2 separate regions of the Drosophila melanogaster genome follow, and region 2 is linked to region 1. The links are chromatin contacts, called in public HiChIP or PLAC-seq maps. All regions are on one chromosome and are shown on one strand. Each heading gives the region's core, a stretch centred on a gene start, on an enhancer-like site or on the middle of the called end of the contact. The rest is flanking DNA. Distances are from core to core; before and after follow the strand shown. Region 1 has its middle 26 kb from the start of lncRNA:CR45578. Region 2 holds the start of Ugt302K1 (UDP-glycosyltransferase family 302 member K1).

Evidence for each region. HiChIP or PLAC-seq counts read pairs in DNA pulled down with a chosen protein or histone mark.
Region 2: a contact with region 1 is called in a Pc HiChIP or PLAC-seq map of the Kc167 cell line, with 6 times the contacts expected there. The contact joins the promoter of Ugt302K1 here to the enhancer-like site in region 1. A contact is called at or near these places in 6 of 107 Hi-C or Micro-C datasets (the Clone 8 cell line, the Kc167 cell line, the OSC cell line and 3 more) and 1 of 6 datasets of contacts at active chromatin or transcription factors (the Kc167 cell line).

Annotation. Positions count from the first base shown.
Region 1 is chr3R:10,920,460-10,928,167 of dm6, forward strand. No RefSeq gene overlaps it. Among named protein-coding and RNA genes, the nearest start is that of lncRNA:CR45578, 26 kb to the left of the region's middle. Within about 2 kb of position 3,267, at least 12 of the 39 cell types and tissues checked have an H3K27ac peak or open chromatin away from gene starts, as enhancers often do. A contact at or near this core is called in the Kc167 cell line, where this site is marked.
Region 2 is chr3R:11,147,750-11,155,257 of dm6, forward strand. It overlaps Ugt302K1 (UDP-glycosyltransferase family 302 member K1), which reads right to left and starts at 6,100. Exons shown (of 3, transcript NM_001300352.1): 1 at 5,810-6,100; 2 at 5,485-5,744; 3 at 3,277-5,281. The coding sequence starts at 6,047. The coding sequence ends at 4,220. It overlaps Ugt302E1 (UDP-glycosyltransferase family 302 member E1), which reads left to right and starts at 6,877. Exons shown (of 2, transcript NM_144368.3): 1 at 6,877-7,149; 2 at 7,443-7,508. The coding sequence starts at 6,906.

The sequences.
Region 1 (7,708 bases), core at 2,017-4,516:
AATGGGATGAGTGGCAAAACACTTATCGGTTTTCCGTTAAACACTTGGGTTTAACGGGAGTAGAGTGTCAAAAAACACCCGGGTGCCTAGACACCCAGTGTTTAGCGGGTGCACTTAGAGAGTAGTTCTCTGGTGTGTATACTTCATGCCCTGGCTTAATCACACACACACACACGCACTCAAACCCAGACTCTTGACATTATTTTTCGTCCTTTTTAAGTTTTACTTTCGCTGTGCGGGTGTTTAGAGCGAGAGGGCGAGGGAACAGAGAGGGAAAGGAATATGTAAAATAAATACAAATATCACGCATCGCTATGTTTTACAACCTGACATCATACCTACACATGCATGAGGATTTTGTATATGTTTTTATCGCTGGTTCTTGATACTTTTTTGTGGTTTTAGAATTTTATAGTAACCCATCGTGCTTCGTCCCTTTCTCATCCGAACGCCCTCTTTCTCGCACTTTCAGCATTTGGTACTGCCTCTATCGGAGACATGCAGAACGTTCAGATTTCATATGCAACTTAAATATTTACATTTGACTTAAATATGCGTATTTTCGCATAAATTACAAAATATTTCGCATTCCATTTTATTCGTGCACCACGCGATATATTTGTCATATCCACATATACGACTGTATATCCCGGCTAGAGCAAATTTTATGACATTGTTGTAATAAAATTTATTTGGTTTTTCTTATGGCTTCTGTCGTCCATTCCCATCCACCCCATCACACTTTCTCGTTTTGCAGTTAGTAATACGCTTTTTATACGGACCAGATTTTTGGACATAAACCCTAATGGTAAATGCTCAGAAAGGGTGAGGGTTTAAAGTACCTAGACATCCGCACCCCATCGACAAACCATCGCAGGATTAAGCTGAAAACTCTTTGACCAAGTCTAAAGTTACCACCGGTGAAGCCAAGCAAATGAAAATGATTTTGTTGTGCTCAAATCTGGATAAGAAATGAAATGGAAAACTCCCTAAGCTAGCCCCTGGGTGTGCTGGTCTCAATAACATATAGTTCGGTTTTTATCGAGTATTCAGTGTAATGATCATTGCTTGAAACACATGAGCAAAGGACACCGAACTCATTTAAATACTTGGAACTAATCGGTATATTATTATTCAGAAATATATTTAAAATTCTTTGTTATTATCCTCCTTAAAACAGATACAGCTTTTGACCAAAATGATTACCAATTATCTTAGTTGTACTTACCCAAAACCATTAAATAATAAAGTCTTGGTTGATTCTAAACCGATTACCATTAATATGAAGCTGACAAAACTTTTCTTGCCGCCGAGGAAAAGCGCGGCTAAAACCTCAACTAGAAATGCATTTTAAGCAATTTAGCACTGAAATAAAAGCGCTTCTCACACAAACAGAGACACCCCACATACGCATACATTGAGTGCGTCTGAGATGGCGAATCAGCGGGAGCGACAGAGACAGCCACCTGGGCGCTAAGCCAAATAAAGCTTTTGCTAAAAATCAAACAAAACGAATCGAGATGCGATTCGCCACGGAAATTGGAGGGGTGCGGCGAGCTGGGAAAAAGGAAAAGCGAAATTGAATCGTTTTGTGCGATGCAAATGCAAGGCGCATTGGGGATCACGACCTGTACGCGGTGGTCCCCATCCACCATCTCTACACTGAGCAACAAGATGTTGAGTAATACCTGAAATTATGATTGATTAGATATGATCAAGTGGGAAAATCCAATGATCACCTGATTATATCCTAGCTTTACGTGGAAAACTATTAGGAAAATCAGAAAAGAGTTCTGCATCTTTTTATTTGGCAATTTAAAGTTTGCATTTAGTGTCAGTGCATTGCAGACCCTAAAGAGCTCACTCTGCACAACTGCGGTTGCCACAAGCGGCTGTCTGAATGCCGGCAACGCATTGAATTTGACTTTTATGCGATCCATCGGGCTCCCAGCTATGCAGCAATGCAGCCACCTTTCTCGCAATTAACTTTTCATTGCCTAGTAGGGCAAACACAATTAGGGGCCATCCACAAAACTAAAAAAAAAAATCGAATAGTAGTAAAAAGACAAAAGGCAGGGGAAACTTTGACAATTATTTTACGGCGACTATAGAGCGAATGCAAAAAGGCCAAAGTTAATATTTGGCCAACTGGACAATGGTCCAGAACAGTTTTCCTTTCTTCCCTCTCCACAGGAAAAACCCCTTTTTTTTCGGGGACACCAGCCCACCGGCTGACTTTCCTTCAGTTTCGTGGGACACATGGCTTCGGAGCGAACTAGAGTAATGTCGTGGGAGCTAAAGATAAATAACACTTAAGGCAGCGATGGGCGGGGCCAAGGGATATGGTGTGGGGGCGTGGCAGGCGGCTTGGGTATGGGGGTAGAAACAATTTGCCGTTTGTGCTTTGAAAAATGCATGAGCCAAAGTAAATGGAAAAAGTTCAACGAGCAAGCCAAACACAAAAGCAACACAAAAAAAAAAACAACAAGCCCAGCCAAACGAGATGGAGAGGGAGAAGGATATATAGAGGAAGAGAGAGAGAGAGACGGGCCGAGTCGCAGATCGCCAGGCAATAGTTTTTTTTTTCCTCTACCACAGCTTTTCCTGCTCACGAAATATTGCGGTCTGCTTTTAGGCGCAATTTGACATTTTTTTTTTACCCAGCAAAGGACTTCTCCGATACCCTATGAAAATTTACTCTTGAATGGATGTCTAAACGATAGCCAAATGTAAAACATTTTTGAATGATGTATACCTTTTAAATGCATATTCCTGGAAACTTGAAACAGACAAAATGATTTGCTGTAATTTTTAAGCACCTTTCGATTTAAAGGACTATATATAAAGCAAAAATTTTTAAATGAGAATAGTATAGTTACGATTTCGACCTTAACCACCGACCATGCCTTTTCGCCTTTTGTCTTATTTTTCATTGGTCCCGGTTTTTAGCAGCTTTATTTATTTGTCGCTTTATTTGCTGACAAGAAATATAGACAATATTATGCCCCCGCACACACACACACACACACATATAAGCACTCAAAGGACCTGCGGAGGGTCAGAGGCCCAGTGCAGACATGACAGGACATGTCGGCGCTGACACTTAACATGCCCGTAGACAGTTATTAGGGTCATTGCAGGAGCAAAACCAACACAGGCGCACGATAGTCGTCCACAAGATAAGTTTTTTTGTTGTTTGCCGGCTGTTTACTGGCGTGTGTGCGTTTTAGAGTTTCAGGCCTGCTCGAAAGTATGCTACAATTTATAGAGCCTCCTTGTCCAGAGCTCAAATGTATATATCGACTTTATAGTGGCTTCTCTTTGGGGGATTGTTGTAGCTGCTCCTTTTTTTCTCTTGCAGGGTTGGGGATGCAGTGAAGTGTCTTTGTCAATGGCGTCAGGGGAGAATTTACATATGACACTCACTGGCGTCTGTGTGCGTGGCTAAGGGACGCGGAAGTGTGGTTTTTGGGGCCTGGAATGTATGTATTTAGTGCTCTTTTGTGCACACACATACACACATACACTCACACGAACAAGCCTTTGTGTTATTTTTAGTAAATTGTATTATAGTTTTAGTGCTCCCAGCTTGACATTGTTATTTTTTTTTTTTTACTTAAACTGGCTCCTGCCTTTGCAAAGCTATTTTGATGTTGCAATTTCACGCTTTGCCAACTTTGTCGACTCCAGGGGCAGTAGGCGAAACTCTGCTCTCGATCCAATCCTCGCAGGATGCTACTTTTAGTCTGGTCAGTTGCTTTGGGGTTAGGCTAAAAAATTAGTTCATTTTGTTGGATTTTATATCTGGTTTTTTTTTTTACTGAAAAGTGGACCTCATTTGGGAAAAACACGCGTCGCAAATAGGCTGGCAAATTGGAGGCCAAAAACAAATGGGTTAGTTTATTACTAGAGACATTTCTATTTGGTTCTAATAGAATATCACTGTCGAAGATATTGTAATTAAAAGTAATACAGAATTGTGCATACTTAAACTTTCGAGAAAAGTTCTGAAAAACTGCTTGTTCATAACTCATAAAATTTTACCCGCGTGCCGCACACATTCTGAATGTTTTATTAGATTTGGGTGGAGTGAAAGTTTACCAGACAAATTCACCTCCGAAAGAGGATATATGCGCAAATGTGTATCCCTATCAGGACCAACCAAGTTCTGTGGCCAACTTTAGCTTATTTGCCAACTTTTGTTATTTTGTCCAGAGAGATATTGGCTACCGAATGGTAACCAACACCTTCTCATTGGTGAGCTAAAGCCAGTTACTTCACGGTGCAGCAATTGGAATTCATTTGCCAACAAAAATACAACTTTTACATTTAACTGAGTAAATTTTCCAACATTTACGTTGCCTTCTCGCTAACCGTTTTTTTGCCCGTGCTGAATTTGTTTATTTGGCGTCGTATTTGTTGCAAGTTTCAACTGTCAAACACAACATCAATTTGTTCAAAAAATAAGCAACGCCAACTTTCTCGCCCCCCTTCACCAATAAACTGTTTTTCCCTTTTCCCATTTGCATAAGTGTTCGTGTGCTTCACTTTTTGTTTGTGTGTGTGTTTGGGTGTGGGGGTGCAAACAACAATACAACATTAAAAAGTCACATTCCTGCTGATTTATTTTGTAATTCAAAGCAAACTTTCCGCCGCGGGCAAAAACGTGCGAGACAATCGGCAGCATTTATGAGCCGTGTCCTGAGCGGGGGGTGGGGGATAGGGTTAAGATGTGGGGAATAAAATCATTAAAAGAACAATATATTTAACTAAATTATGTGGATTACATTGGAAGTATGTATTGTGTGCTATATCGCTTATACTGCAAACTACTCGAATGAATTGAACTTTATTGAAGTATTAATCTCATTCCAATAAGAATGGATTATAGTTAAACAAAGTATTTTTATAATTTATGGATCGCAATCAATAATACCTTACATTATCTTATCTCTCCTCTTGACACAATGTATTATTATCAATTAATACCGTTTCGAGAGAAATTTAATTAAAAGTCCTGCGAGCTCTGACCCTCGGCTTAAACTTGGAACTTGGCGTACACACTTCGGGAAACTATTGCGCAAATTAAGAAAAATACCCAATGCGGTTATCATTTTTTTCTCCACCCTCCGCCTCTTTTTTCCGCTTAGTTTTTGGATTTTCCCCTGCGGCTTGGGCTGTGCACAGTTTTTATTTTTTTTGTTTCGCTTCCTTTTTGGCCACAAGTTGCGCGCTTGTTTGGCCAAGTTGAGATCCCGGGAGGGCGGCAGTGGATGCTCGGCCGAAGTTGTGCACAATTTTCTAATTAAATTCATTTGAGACCCTCACGCACTCTGCGAGGCCAGCGAGCAGCTGCCGCGTGCCTTGCATTCGCGATGGATGAACCCTTTTTGGACTGACTGTACGGGCTGCACTCTGGCGAATGACCGATGTGCTGTGGAGCTACCCTCAGGCCGCAGTGGCATTGCGATTTTCCTCCGCCGGCACAATTTGCAATCGGATAAGGAATGGGGAAATGTCTCTTTTTCTAGCAGAGCCACAAAAAAGGTTGAATAGCATAATAGCATCCTTAATTTTTTACAACAGAATAAGAAAGATTTACTGTACTTTATATAACATGATGTGATGTTCGTTTTAAAGCCTTATATTTCTGGGTCAAATAACATTGACATCTTTCTGTGCTCAGTGTACTAATGCAGCCCACTTTTCGACTCACCCCACGCGTTGTCTGCGGCTGCTGCTGCTGTCTGCTTATGCGGCATCGATGACATTGTGTGTAGCATAAAGTAATTTCCGTCTTGCACAAGCAGTGCTTCCGGTGCGGCAAACGTGCGCCGATTCCAGTCCTGACACTTGCTGCATGTGTGAGTGCGAACGTGTGTGTGTGTGTGTGTGTTTGTGTGAGCGTGCTGATGTACAGTGCGGCAGTGTGTGTGAGCCATCTCATTCTGGGCTTTCTTCTTCTTCTGATGCTGCTGCTGCTTGCCATCATCATTTTTTCCCCTGCCTGCACACACGCTAACATGGAAATAATCAAAATGTCGCATTGAGATTGAAAATCACTGCATTTGCCAACACTTCCGCTCAAGTGATGAGCCAGTTGTTGCCCTTCTACTCGAGTATGAGTGTATGAGAGTGTGAGTGTGTGCGTGTCCCCAGCAGGCTGTCTGTGTAAGTGTGTTATCAGCCAAATTGACAATAAGTTGCTGTTAAAGACAGCCGTAAGAGAAATGTGCCATGTAAGCAATTTTGACGACTGCTTTTTGCTCGTTGACATTGGATTTTGGCTTAGCTTCGATTTTCTCTTAGCTGAGCTTAAAGGCGTGGTCGGTGGGCGGGGCTGGTACACTCAGTGGGCCCACGGAAAAGTGATGATAGAGCTGTGAGCGATGACACGTGGCGATTAGTTTAGTAGTTAGGCAATGAGAATGATTGCAGGATTTAACCATTGTTAACCAATCAATTATATTTATAGTTTTGTATTACATTTTAATATGAGTTATTAAATGTTGCATTATCTTTAAGCTTTTAATATCTTAAGTTCATGTTTCAATATTTTCAAAGCGAAATATGCATTTGTAAGCTTTTTAATCAAATTCCATAAATGGTTGACCAAACTGCTGCTGAGTAATGTTTTTAAAGAGAATTTCAAAACTAAACTTAGAAAGCAAACAATGCTAGCAAAAAAACTTCCATAATAGTGGCACTAATGATAAAATAACAAGGCGAAAAGGCCAAAATCAACGTTTTTGGGGGCAGTAAGTTCCTCGTCCGATGGCTAATGTAAAGTTCCCAGTTGCTTGTTCAACTGCTTAACATATTACGCATACGCCTAGTTGGCCCCGGGCATTAAGTATACGACTCAGCATCCAAGCACACAAGGGGTAGTGCGCGCGGGGGACGTGGCGAGCAGTGGGCAAAGCAGAAATAATATGGCCAACTAAAAGCCCAACACCCGTCAGCAGAATCAGCAACAACTGGCGGGCAGCTACTTACTTAAAAAGCATTGAGCCGAAGTAAACTTTTACGCCAATCCCCCACGCCCACGCTGACTGCACTTAAAGCGGCTGAAACCGCCGCAAGATGATCGTGGGGGTGGTGAATGTTGGGTTGGGGTTGGGGTGCATATGACAAGGACACGGCTCGGACCAAGGACACTGTGCTTGGAGAGCTTAATGCAAGCCAAATGATGTACAAACAGGCATGGGGCGGTGTGGTGGTGGCGCGGTGACCCACGCTTTTGCTGTTGCTTTCGGGGGCATTAAAGTTATGCCAACTGCAAGTGAGAGTTACGCAGGAAAACCATTGGAGGGTCGCATGGCAAAATATTGACAGGCTCCTTGGCCTGGCGGCAGGAAAAGCGGTAGAGCAGAGCAGGCAAGCCTCGTACTGCCAGTGGCATGCGGCTTATAAATTAATGCAAAACAGATTGCCAAGCGCTGAGGGCGACACTTTGCACCTTTTTCGTCGCCGGCTTCGTCTTCCGTGTTTTCCGTTTCATTTTTTTACATTTTCTCTGCCGGCTCTTAAATATTTACTCAGCTAGGAAAAACTACCCACCGACCGTCGTTTAAATTGCACGCCCCGAGGTGGGCTACCAACACCTGAGTTGGGATGCCTGTGACAACTGCTGGTCCGCCCCTGATGAGGGTAACTGCTGGGCTCCTGGCGGTTATCTTGAAGGCTTGATCTGTTACCGACCAGCCGC
Region 2 (7,508 bases), core at 4,850-7,349, 230 kb after region 1:
AAATTTATTCCTTCAAATTAAATTTATTCAAATTAAAAACACTAAAGGCGTAACTTATCAGTGGGAAAACAAATTCTCATTTTCTCTTTGGCCAATCTATTCACACAGATTTATGTATTTTCGCCCAATTATGCCTGTTTTTGGGGACTGCAGACAAGATTTCCGGACTTTTGAGACAGTGCCAAATTTCTTGGCAGTCGCATTAACGACAAATGTTGCCAAGTAAATTGGCATAAAACAAATCGGCGTCATCATCGTTATTAGCATTCCCCCCTTCCGGACGACTAATTAGATTGTTCTGCTAGCTCGAAAACAACTGGAGAATAGCAGTCGAAAATTGTTAAATAATTTCAAAAGAAATTAGCGTCCATTTGGTGTGTGAGCCTCTATGTGTGTGTGTGTATGCAGACAAAACATCATGAAAATAAAAATTGTAACCAATTTCATGCATAACAGTTAAATAAAATTTAATTTAGCAGAAAAACGAAGCAAATGAGAGTTAAAATGGGGGGAAAAGCGAAAAAGAAACAGCAACTGCACAAATTGCCAAAAGAAATAAAAATCACAACCAGATGAAAAGAGAGTAGCTAACAGTTGTGGCCACATTAATAGTTTCAGTTTCCTAGGCTTAAGAAAAGACACTACGGTAAGGTGGTCAAGGTTATATTTAATATATTAAAATTTTATAGAAATAACTTTGTTGCTTTCGGATATATATATGTAAATACATAGTTAAAAGAGTTATTTATGATCTTATTCTAAGAAACGCTTATTTTCCAGAACTCTAATATATAACAAATAATATCTAAATAAAAGCTAAAGTCAAAATGAAATCAATTAAAATCCAAAACTTTACAACACCTTTTACTACGATATAATAAAATATATATGTATATATATATATATATATAATAAAATTGATATGTGTTTAAACATTTTGACCTCAACTGTAAGAGGCAGAAGTGGTAGACGATGGAGAGTTTAAGAAAATAGACAACGAGAAATGAGTCGGCCATAATGAAGTCTTCATATTTGTGTAGCAGCAGCAACAAATGAATGCCGTCAACATTTATTATTAATTTTAATATTTCAAAGAGCTCCGGCGAGCCAGAACAAACAAAAACACTTTAAAAAGAAGGCGCCACTTTTTTTTTGAGGAAAATGGAATGAAGTTTACATTAATATGGTTGTTAACCGATTGGATTTGACTGCATTTTGACTATATAATTTAGACATTTACTCACCATTTTATACACCTCTCGTTTGGCCGCCAGCGACAACAATTAACTTTTAAACCACAGCCAAAGGCTGGGCAAATTTAATCAATTTATTTTAAACTCTAAAAAAAAACAGTGCATTTCACTAAATGCGCAAGAAATTGTGAGTTTCATCTACTGAAAATATTTTGCTTGGGGCAAAGCCCAAAGTCTTCTACCAACATTTGATTGTTTAACGAAATTAAAATGGGTTAATTTATTAATAACAATCAACTTAAAGCGTCTATATTCCTAAAGAGGAATTTGTTTGCCTTAGCTTAAGCTGATAAATAATTTAAGTATACAAAAACTTTAGAGTATAGATATCAATACATACTACATATTAATTTGCTTTAAAACCTTTTAATCAAAACCAATTTAAACGCAACGGGAAAAATACTCAAACAAAGACTGAGCTTTTCTTTTGTCTAAACGGTGCAGTAAACTATCTGTCATCTTCTAAATTGCGCGTGTTAAAAATGCCAAAGCCAAAATCCAAAAGACAAAACGAACTTAATTTCAGCGGCAACCAGAAATAAATCGGTGCAAAAAAAGGTCCTTTAACAAGGAGCAAGAAAGGAAAAAGCGAGCAAAAAGGCATGAACAATGCAAACCACAAAGCGACGCTTTTGTTTGCCAGTGTCGCATGCAGTCAATCTATATATGTATGTATGTACATATATGTATATGCATGTGTATCTATATGTGTGTGTAAGAGTGTGTGTGCCGCCTGCCAATCAACTCAACAATCGCAATCAATTTGCCCCGCTGCATAGTCCCCAACTGCCCTTCCCCCAAACGAATTTCCCACCCCATTTTCCATTTCGGGCGCATTGTCATGGTGCAAGTGCAACTGTCATTTCAAGCGCAATCTCTGCATACATATGCTGAAGGGGAAGGGATGGTAAGGGGTTCGGTTGGAAAATGTGTGATATATCAGGAAAACCCCAAAAAAAAAACGTAAAATAACGCCCATGGCGCCGCAGTGCACTTTTTAATTACGATACTGCGACATTAAGGACCGCAGACATTACATGCATGAATCATAGCCGCAAGGTGTTTAAAAAACGAAAGGAAAACGATTTAAACCGGATGTGTTGCTCTTAAAAATAAAGAGTGCCTTTTAGTGGCATTTTCATGTAAACCGTTGAAGAAATATTTACTGCAAAAAAATATATATAAAAAGTTTAATGTTTAATGTATATTGCTTAAAAAAAGGAAAACGTAGCAAAGCCTGAATTGCCGCACCGAAGTAGGCATTACAATTTTCAAAATTATAGGCATAATACGCGAATCAAAATCATAATACGCATACGAAGCGTTGTACCGGCACACACACTCGTAAATTCGCCATTGTTATGCTAAATTTATTTGCCCCCACAGCCAACTGTTGTTGCTGTTTTCGGTTTGGTTGTTGTTGTTAACTTCATCAGAAGTACGATTGAAACGCAGCTTCCGTTTCCGCAAAATGGCTGTCAATGTGTGAGTGTGGTGCTGTGTAGGTGGGGGGAGTATTGGTGTGCCGGGAAAATTCCACTTTGCCTGCAAACAAATCAACTTGAACTTCCGTTTCATTTCGCTTTTTCTTGCCATTTCATATTCTTTTGCAACTTATCCCGCCCCCCGCTCGCCACTCGCCACTTACCCCCCTCCGGCAAGCTGGCAAAAAAAAAAAAGAAAAAACCCACTCAACTCTCAATTTTTATTTTCCCTTTACTGTGCATTTCGCCGACTTTAGCGTAAATTTACTTTTCACTTTCAGCGCGCCATCAAAAAGTTTTTGTGCATAGCTAACTTTTTTGCTCACATTACGTATATTTTCCATATTTTTGCCTGCTTCACTTCCTTTTGGCTCTCGCTCAACGTGTCTTTTCAATGGCATTGCACACGCTTTTACACTGAAAATAAATTGTGCTATTTTTATTTGCAATAATAGGGCTTACCATTGTAAAGAAGATAAATTGGAATATGCTACAAGGTTAAGTATAAGTATAAAAACAATAATATTTTTAAACAATTTAAAAATCTTTATGCTTTAATTCCTTCTCTTAGCTCAACCTAAATGTTTAAATAGTAGAATATATAGATAACCATTTCAGATATGCATTTTTCAACTTGCGCTTTTCGCTCAGTGCACAAACACACTCGGAAAAGCTGTCGTGTGTGTTGCAAGTGGGGAAACTCTGTCTTTTTGGCATTTCATTTCCTTCATTTCAGCCGTTTTGCACCTCGGAGCGGTTTCCTTTACTTTATTTTATGATTTTCTCCTCTTTTTTGTTTTTTTTTTTTGATCGGCGGGAGTGGTGTTGTGAATGTGGGCGGCCGGTACAGTGACACTCCTTGTGTTTTCCTATCCCGGGACTCACTCGTTCTGACTGGTTTTCAGCGACCTACGTATATTGATGCTGCTTAATTTAATGCTCGAGTGCCTATTTAAATTTTGCCCCCCATCTCATCGTCTGCATTTCCAATTTTGTTTTGTCATTTGCGTTTGGTTTGAATTTTACTCTCGTTTCGCTTGCTAGCGAAATCAATCAGCGGCCGGCACGTGTGTGCATTGATAACGTGGCCAATAATAGAAAAGCGAAATGTATTTTTGCCAGCCCATGAAAATACATCTCAACTTTTCGATGCGAGTTAGCGATTGTTTGTGCGCTGGGTGGAAAAGATGAAAACAATTTTTTGCAGCATGCTGTTAGGCAGTAATTTGCTTGTGGCATCAGGAAATGGATGTGGCACAATGGAAATGGAAACGGTTGACCAGAAATTCAAATGTTTGGCAATTACATCTGTTTGTTCGAGATAAATTCACATTATGGTTTTCCCAACGATCTGAATGCACAAACCATATCACCATATCAATTACTCTTTATATAGAATTTAATAACATAGCATGCTTTTAATACTTTAGTGTGGAAACTTATTTATCATAGATTTTTATACAAAAGTGCAAAGCTACATTTCTAGTTGCGTTTGACTTTAGTGCTTTGAGTTCTCTCTCCTTTGAGTAATAACTTTTTAAGCAGCTTATAGATAGTAATTGGCAGTACAATTAGCAACAGAACCATTACTACAAAAATAATTAGGAGCACATCAACATTGTGGTACTGCCACCAGTTCAGCCTTTGTGCCGCACTTTTCAAATAGGCAGCTCCTTGATGGCGGGTCACATGTTCCACCCAGTATATCGCATTTTCAATTGGCGTTTGTTGTTGATCCCGATATCGGAAGGATATGCCCTGCACCACTTTGGTGTAGGATGGCTCACTTGTAATCCGCTCGATTGCTTTCCGGAATTCTACGGCATTCAGCGTCTTGAAGTCCAGCATTATGCCATAGCCGTTTTGCTCGGCATGAGCCATGTTGAAAAACTGATCACTAAAGATCGGCAAACCGATCACGGGTTTAGCATGATAAATGGACTCCGTGGTGCTCAGCATGCCGCCGTGGGTCACAAATGCCATGATCTTGGGATGGGCCAATATGTCCGTCTGTGGAAACCAGTCGGAAATGTAGACATTCTCCGGTTTGTTGGGCAGGTTATCCAGCTCAAATTTCCAGAGAACACGCTGTTTGAGCCCACCTAATGCTTTCAGGATCTCTTGAACCTTTGATGGGGGTAAGTCCTTGGTCTTGAGATTCGATCCCATGGAAAAGTAAATGGCTCCATGTTCTGACTCATTGATGAATCTCTCGATCTTCTCGGGCAGTGGATTCCACTTTCCGTCGATATGCATGCCACCCACTTCAATCATGTTGGGTGAGTGCGGTCGCGGAAAACTTAGTGAAACATGTTGATTGATGAGCACCAAGGAGGCATTTCGGCGCATCTTATAGAAACACCTCTTGTTGCCCGGAAAGAACTCCTTGTATAACTTCTCCTGAGTCGGTAAGAAATAGTAGTCCAGTAGAACTCTTTCATAGCCAAGAAAAGCCACGTTCAAAAGGCGTTCGTACAGCGACATGTGATCGTTAAAGGGTAGCATTATGTGGGGCACGAACGAAGCTGGAGCGGGGGAACCAACCTGAAAAAGTTAAAATATATTTAGTATTTCAAATAATCCTTAAATAATATTATAAACTAAAGATCATCATTTCACCAAATGTGAAATACGACTGACTTCAACATAATGCTTTTCTTTCGTTTATGAAATTTGAACTTTCATTCATATGATATAGAAGATTCCTTTTTTGTTCGTTAGAACAAATCTGTTTATCCTTTACTTACCATATCTGTGATAAATGTCAGACCTCCACCGGTGGCCAATCCAATCAGTGGAGCATTAAAATGCTCTGCCAAGCCATAGTGGGCATCATTGTAGAAAGTCTCACATATGATCGCATCAAAGCTTTGGTTGCTCTTCAGAAAATCCTGGAAATTGGAGTCCTCGAAAAGGCCTCTGGTGATGCGAAATCCCATTTGATAATGATCGATGAGATTCTGAGTATATGTCTTTTGGATAGATGCCCACAAGGCTCCAATGTCTCCTAAGGAAATAACCGGTTTTTAAAAAAAGTATACTAAAACAACTATACATAATAAAAGTACTTACCTCCCATGACTTCGATCACATTTGGCACACTTACATCAGTATAACCAGGAATGGGTTTTTTCTGAGGAAAGACGGACACTACGGTGATTGTATGCCCAGCCTTGACCAATCCCTTGGCCAAAGCGTGTCCCACATTAAAGTGGGAACGACCGGCGGAATTCAGAACCATCAGGTAATTGTATCCACTTGAGTATCCCAAGCTGCACAATAGTCCCAAGATCAAGGTGAACGTACGCATGGTGATGAAAATCAACCGGCGAACCAATAACCAAACCGAACTGAGCGCGTTTCTGCAACACACTGATAATGCCTACTATGCTCAACATGGATCTGAGTATATATACAATCATTGTGAAATTAAACTTTTGTAAATTCAACGAGAGACCCAGCATGGAATTCGCAGGAATCAAAAGGTAAGCACACAATTTTGATTGTGGAAAATCGTGCTCGTCAAGTCGACTGTTGAATGACCTATATTTATCTATATCAATATATTTTAAGTTGGCTAATACATTTATAATACATTATATACTTAATTAAATTATTAGTTCATATACAATTGTATTACTTTACAATTATTACTCACTTTTAAAGAGTAGTGCGAAGGGGTGGAAATGCGCTGATCAATCAGCATTAAGTTCTCATGTTTTTGCAAATTCTCAAGAGAACTCAAGCAAACAAAAAAGTTTTTCGCTCAATAAAAATCTTTCAGTTAAGAGTAATTTATAATCAAAGAGAGAAGAACGAATGCTATAAGAGAGAAACTTTAACTCAACTAAACAAACATCGATAGAAAATAAAACAACTTTTTAATAAATTAGTTATTATTTAAGCAACGAGGTTATAAATATATCACTTTAACTATTAAAAATAAAATTTATTAAAACCATATTATTATATATTAACTATACCATGTATCATTTTCTCAATGAATATACAGACACACAAAGTTGTAAAAGAATATTCTTTGTGGGGCAGCCGCCACTTCAAACGTTTCACTAATCTACTGACAAAGTTTCTTATCAAATACTATAACTACTAGAAATTAAGTAAACCTGCTTCAGTCTGTTTTTTAACCTTCAAAGACGCTGTCGCAATGCGTTGGCTCCTAAATTCGTGGCTTTTGCTAATCTTAGCCCTTTTTGGCCAATCATGGGGCTATTCCTACCTGATGATCAGCCATACTGCATCGAAATCGCACTACGCCGTCTGCTTTGCATTGGCCAAAGGATTAGCCGCCGCCGGTCATGAAGTCACTTTGGTATCGCCATTTCCCCAAAGGAAGCCCATTAAGAACATAATTGATGTGGAAACGCCGAATATTATCACCGTGATGGGCGGTGAGTACTATCATATTATCGCTAATCAAAAAACTACAACCATTTGGCACGTATTGCTTATCGCTTGAAATAAGCGTTGTCATATCTGATAAGGAACACGTGAAAGTTGCCCAAATCTCAGGGGGTCAACAACAAATTGGTTATACCGGCTATTTTCGGGTATAAAAATCATCGAAAAAAAACATTAAGCATATTTATAGAACTTTAACTTAAGCGACCATAAAAACTAAGCTATTTTGGTGCTAGGAACTGGTTATATATTTGTTATTTAAATGCATTCTTTTCTCCCGTAGTTTACAAAGCGCGAATTCTGGAGAATGCCAAAAAGCCGGTTCTATTGCGATATCCAAGAATCAGTT